2 separate regions of the Sus scrofa genome follow, and region 1 is linked to region 2. The links are chromatin contacts, called in public promoter capture Hi-C maps. All regions are on one chromosome and are shown on one strand. Each heading gives the region's core, a stretch centred on a gene start, on an enhancer-like site or on the middle of the called end of the contact. The rest is flanking DNA. Distances are from core to core; before and after follow the strand shown. Region 1 holds the start of GINS3 (GINS complex subunit 3). Region 2 holds the start of USB1 (U6 snRNA biogenesis phosphodiesterase 1).

Evidence for each region. Promoter capture Hi-C pulls out the DNA fragments that hold promoters and counts their contacts.
Region 1: a promoter capture Hi-C map of liver shows a contact between it and region 2, with 6 times the contacts expected there. The contact joins the promoter of GINS3 here to the promoter of USB1 in region 2. A contact is called at or near these places in 1 of 5 promoter capture datasets (liver) and 1 of 47 Hi-C or Micro-C datasets (liver).

What each region holds. Positions count from the first base shown.
Region 1 is chr6:20,160,958-20,164,006 of Sscrofa11.1, forward strand. GINS3 (GINS complex subunit 3) reads left to right here and starts at 1,739. Exons shown (of 3, transcript NM_001244332.1): 1 at 1,739-2,063. The coding sequence starts at 1,878.
Region 2 is chr6:19,850,537-19,853,280 of Sscrofa11.1, forward strand. It overlaps USB1 (U6 snRNA biogenesis phosphodiesterase 1), which reads left to right and starts at 1,484. Exons shown (of 9, transcript NM_001244803.1): 1 at 1,484-1,667; 2 at 2,505-2,541; 3 at 2,544-2,665; 4 at 2,668-2,669. The coding sequence starts at 1,558. The region is part of intron 1 of CNGB1 (cyclic nucleotide-gated cation channel beta-1); the gene reads right to left. All of the region lies in intron 1 of ZNF319 (zinc finger protein 319), which reads right to left.

The sequences.
Region 1 (3,049 bases), core at 489-2,988, 310 kb after region 2:
TACTCTGCACATCTATTTGTGACACCTCCATCCACCTAATCAACTAAGTTAAAAACCTCAATCATCTCTGACCTTCTCGATCCTTCTTTTCTATATCCATTTACTTGCCAGTTACGGCTCACTGAACAGCTTCCAAACGGGGTTCCCTGTGTCTAATCGCTCCCTGTTCACCCACTGCCAGAATTCTCTACTTAAAGCTCGGATATATGGTATCACTGGCTCAAAAACCTTACACGTTTCCTCCCATTTCCTATGGAATAGGCTAACCCTCTTAGAAGAGCTCTCAAGGCTTCCCACGATTTGCCCGCCTCCCCCACTGCCTCTTGTCTTGTCGATGCCCAGGCTTTAACTTACAGAGATCACTGAGTGATGACAGAGTGGTCTGTGCCACTGAAAGAAGTTTCAATGCTCACCCTTCCCAAGAGAAAGGAGCATATCATGTCATGTAGGGTCACACAGGGAAGTACCTGACGGGCCTGTCAGGAGGCAGAAGGAGGGAGGGGAGGACACCCCTTTACTGAAGGACCCTGAAAACACTCCCAGAGCCTTTACTGTGGTTTCTGTGGGAAGAAATGGGTGAAGCAGAGTAGGCAGGTTTAAACAAATTTAGGATTGGATAGTTTGAATAAGGCTGGTCTCCAACTGTCCAGTTCTTGGCCCTGGGGTGATTTAGGGCGGGGAAATACTGGTTTGGTATGTGGGAGTTAGATAAAGGCTTGGGATATGGGCTCTGGATCAGTTAGTTTGTACACGGAAGGCATGTTCACAGGCAAGTTGTTTGCGACTCTAGGAATTAGCTCACCCTGGGAGGAACAGTTCCTACCCAAGCTGCAAGGCCCCAAGATATCAAAGCCTCATAAAGGACAGAAAATAAAAAACATGATGAATACACATTCCTTTTCCATGAACCCTCTGCTCATGGCTCTATAGCCCAGAATGTCCTTCTTTATGAAGTAAGTTTTGTAGTGCCTCTCTCAACACTGCCACCATCCATAGCCCTGACTAACGCCCCCAAGTCTGGTACCACATCCCCTTCCCACCAGACCAGTGATGGCACATGACTGGCACCCAATCTATGGAATGTCTTGCCACCTATGACCATTGTGGCCTGCCTCAAAAAGAGATGAACTGCCCATTAGATTTCTTCTTTTAAGGATTTAAAATAAAAGCCACAAATGGAGTTAGCCGTTGATGGTAAGGTGAACTGGGAGGTCCTGACATAGACTCAGGACCTCTGCAAGCCACGTGCGCTCCTCCACCACCACCCCCCCATCTACCCTACTATACCTCCTCCGAAAAGTCTGTAATAACTGTCAGGGGCTAGTGTTAGAGTGTTGCTTTGTTTTTAATGTTTCAAGATTAACAGAGATTCTCAGAGACTGACAAACTGTAATAATTAAGCCAGACTGGATCAGGCCTGAGAGGAAGGGCGCAATGGTCTTTTTTAAGCCCCTAAATGTACTGCAAAGTGTTTTTAATTTCATGTAAACATTTAAAAGACCACATAACTCAGTCTAGTGCAGACGCTTCCTGCAGCTTCAACGGCATTTCCTGCTTCTCTTTGAAGTTCTCACCCTGGGCTACACTGCGGGAAGAAAACTTAGTGCGGATCCACCTACTGCGCCCTTACCAAGGAGTTGCGCAAAACCAAATCCGCAGATTTTGTCGATTGCTTCTTCCTGGGAAGACCCGCCTAGATCGACTGCTTCTGTCTGGCCCAACCCCGGGCGCGGGAAAAGAGTTTGAATCCTACCAGGTGGCCGCAAGGACCTCCTCAACCTTCAAAATCCTGACCAGCCTCAGCCACCGCCACCTCCTCCTCCTTCTACATCCCTGACTCCCCGAGGTCTCCAGAACAACGAGAGTGGACCGCCGCCATGTCCGAGGCTTATTTCCGGGTGGAGTCGGGTGCGCTGGGGCCTGAGGAGAACTTTCTTTCCCTGGACGATATCCTGATGTCCCACGAAAAGCTCCCGGTGCGCACTGAGATCCCCATGCCGCGCCTCGGCACTTTCTTCCTGGACCGGAGCGGAGGGGCCGAGACAGACAACACAATCCCTCAGGTAAGCCTTTGGCGCGGATCCCCTAACCAAAAGACTACCACTCCCAGTGGGCCTTACGGCCCTGGGGCCGCATGACCGGGCGCGCTGCCTCCTGGGATCTGTAGTTTTAAGGAGGGGCCCGGAAGTGCGCTAAAGGAGTTCTGTCCGCCGATTCCCCGCGCTCTAGAGTCCTTCTCCCCACCTACTCTCCGCGACCCTTACGGAAACGAAATTTACACTGAGTCGTTGAGCTCCCTCCCACACTCAGTTTTGAAACCAACCAAATTTAGCAGTGTCTTCTCTCCCCGGCATGTGTTCTTGCTTTAGAATTGGCACCGACTGAATACTTGAGGACCAATGGTTCTGACCACTTTTGCCTTAAAACAAAAGTTTTTGCTTCTGTAGGAGCAAATAATATCGGGGAGCCCCAAGTTGCTAATTTCATTCCTGCATAACGATGACAGTATCACCTACCATTTACTGAGTTTTATTGCCAGCATGGATAGGGCAGGGGGAGTATAGTTTTCCGTGTATTAGCCTTTAATTTTTCAACAACCCTACTGTTAAGTGTTGTTACATGGGAGGAAATTGAAGCTCAGAAAGGTTGGGTAACTTGGCCAGGGACTCATTATAAGCGGTGAGCTTGGATTCGAACCTAAGACTGCATGACTTCAAATACGAGTTTGTCCCAGGAACTTGGCTTGTAATGGTTATTTTTGATTTCCTATTTAACCTGAGTTTTGTTTAGAAGGGTGTTTTTGTTTGGTCTGTTTTAATTTTTTTCAAAGTAGGACATATGCAAAGTTTAAAAAGTCAATAGTACCAAAAGATTTATAACAAAACATAGCAGGCCTTGCCTTGCTATGTCCCTTCCCATCTCCACAGTCTATGTTTTTCAGAGTTTCTTCAAGATTCACCTCCGTGTTTCTAAATAATGTTTTAAAGTTTATCTTCTTTGTAAAAAAGAATTTAGACATTCTTTATTGACGGAAAACTCAATATGATAG
Region 2 (2,744 bases), core at 234-2,733:
GCTCTGCCGCCCACCCCGGCCCCCCTCCAGGAAGGTGCAGCCAGGAGGCCCCCTCTGATCACTCAGCAAAGAGGATGAGAGACTGGGGTAAGGGAGGCAAGAGGCGGTCCCCACCTGCACCGCACCCCGGCCCTTCCTCTTCCCTGGGAAACCGAATGAAAGCCGATCACCTCCCCACCAGCACTTGCCCGCCAGCCCAGCTGGGCTGCCTCCTGTCACCCCTCGTGAGGAATGGCCAGGCCGCTGCTGCCGAGCGCCCGCCCCGCGGGCGATTGGGCCCGAGGAAGGCCCCAGGGCAACAGGCCGGGCCCGGGAGGCAGCTGCGCGTCAAGGCCGGCCTGGGCCGCCCAGGAGCTCAGGAGGCCGCCGGGTCGAGCCGGAGGGAGTGGGGGGGCGGCCGGGCCGGCTGGGGAAGGGGTGCGGCGGGCGCGGGAGTGGCCCCCAGACGCGGTCCCGGGCGCCCCGCCGCTCACCTGCTCCAGGCCGCCCGCGGGGTCAGGCGCGGGGCGAGTGGCGACTGGCTGCTCTTTCGGCCGCCCCTTTATTCCGACTCCATCCGCTGTAGCGCGGCCTACGCGCGCTGCCAATCCCCGGGCTCGCGTAGCGGCGGCGGCCGGCCTGGGGGCGGGGAACGGGCTAGCGGCGGCCGGAACCGAGGAAGCGACGTGCGCAGCTGGGATAGCGGGGCTGGGGCGGAGGAGCGCTGGGAGGGCAGGCGGGCAGACGGACCGATGGCCTTGCAGAGACCGGCGGACAGGCGGGCGGCGCGGGGGCCAGGGAGGCGGGGCCGGGGGAGGAGCGGCAGCTGGGGCGGTGGCGGCTGCGGGAGGAGCGGGAGGCGCGGAGCGAGACCGCCCCCTGCCGGGGACCCCGCGGCCGGGCCGGGTCGGACCGCCAGACGCGCGGGGCCGCTCTCCTGCGGTCTGGCCAGCACGCCTCAGCTGACCCAGGGAGGGCGCTCTGCTTCCTACCACCCTACTCGGCGTTAGGGGTGGGGGCTCCCAGAGCCCAGCCCCTGGCCCGACCCCTGAACCTGAGAGGAGGGGCCTCCTAGACCCTCTGATTTGCTGGAACTGACCGGCCTCTGACTGCTCAGCTCGCTCTTTGAAGAGGTGTCCCCCGGAGCTTAATTTTGGGCCAACTTGGGAAGGGGCCCCGGGGACTCTGACTCGTCCAGACCGCGAAGGGCAAGGAGCTCCACTGGGTCTAGTGCGCTGACCGCTGACCCAGAGACTATCCGTTGCTGGGAGGTCCAGAGTTGCTGCAGACAGAGCAACGGGCAGAGAGGTCAGGGCCCAGAGCGATCTGTGAAATGGGCACACGGAGGGTGGGAGTTCCGGGACGTTCCAGGTAGCTGTCAGAGCGCGGCGAGCCGGCAAGCAGCGTGGTCTGGATGGGTAGTCTTTTGCTACCTCGCTGCCGGGCCCCGCCCCAAACCCCGCCCCGAGGCGGTGCTAATCCGGGCCCCGCCCCCGGGAGAGCACTTCCGGCGCAGCGGAATTCCGGGTGCGGCGCGATTGCTGGCTGACCCGCCGTGTTGTCGTGGAGGGGGGCCCCATGAGTACGGCGCCCCTGGTGGGCTACAGCAGCAGTGGCTCCGAGGATGAGGCCGAGGCCGAGGCCAAGGCCGGGACCCGGGCCCAGCCGGGGGCTAGAGGCCGCAGTCGGTGAGGAGCGAGGAAGTCTTATGGGGAGAGTATGAGATAGCTCCCGGAGCTCCGGGGCCGGACCATAGGGTTCGGGGCTGCTCGAAAGGGAAGAAAAAGGGGCAGTGCGGGGAAGGAGGATCCAGAGGACAGCCCTGGACAAAGCCCCAGAGTACCCCCGCCTGGCTCGGACAAGGTTAGGAGGCAGGAAATGTGAGTTCGGGTCCAGTCTCTGCCGCTGGTCCACTGTCTCCTGGCGCGCATCACTGTACCACACTTGGTCAGTTTCCTTTTTTGGAGAGTGTTTTCATTCATCCATTAAATATTCATTGAGATCCTCTCTGTGCCAGGCTCTGGACTGGGGACTCCGCAGTGAGCGACACCATCGAAGTCTTCTACTTTGTGGAGCTTCCATTCATAGTTGCCAGGCCTGCTGTTTGTTGAGTACTTTACAAAACGAATGTCGGTTCATCTCACAGCAGCCCTATCGGTGGAAGTACGCTTTAGAGATGAGAAAACTGAGGCCCCCAAAGGGCCCCTGACTTGCCCAAGACTACAGAGCCACTCCAACTCAGGCTTGTCCAGTTAAGGCTTGTGACTTCTAAACCACATGTTGCAGCCTGCGGGGTTGTTGGGGTTGTTTCCCTGCTGAGGTCTGCCTCCTGGAGTTGTTGGGAGCCCCCCACAATGAGACAGTACTAGGGAAAGAGCGGTGTGGTTATCTAGAAACTGCTTACAGCACCTGGTGAGAAATAGACAAGCAGAGTCACCTGGTCCAAGGGGTTACAACTTTCATCGAGTGTACAGAGGAAGAGAATGCCAGGAGGCTAAATGTGCTTGTTTTCTTTTCTCTTGCAGGGGCCAGAGCCCTCTTTCCAGCCAGAGGTTGCCAGTACCGAGAGCGTGCTGCACATGTTCCCGGGCACGGAGGAGGGGCCTGCAGATGACAGTGCAAAACATGGGGGCCGGGTGCGCACATTCCCCCACGAGCGGGGCAACTGGGCCACCCATGTCTACATACTTGTAAGTAATGCGGGAGAGGTGGGTAGCTGACACTCTTGATGGGAGGGAGCTGGCCCCCACCTGGAGGAAGAAGTC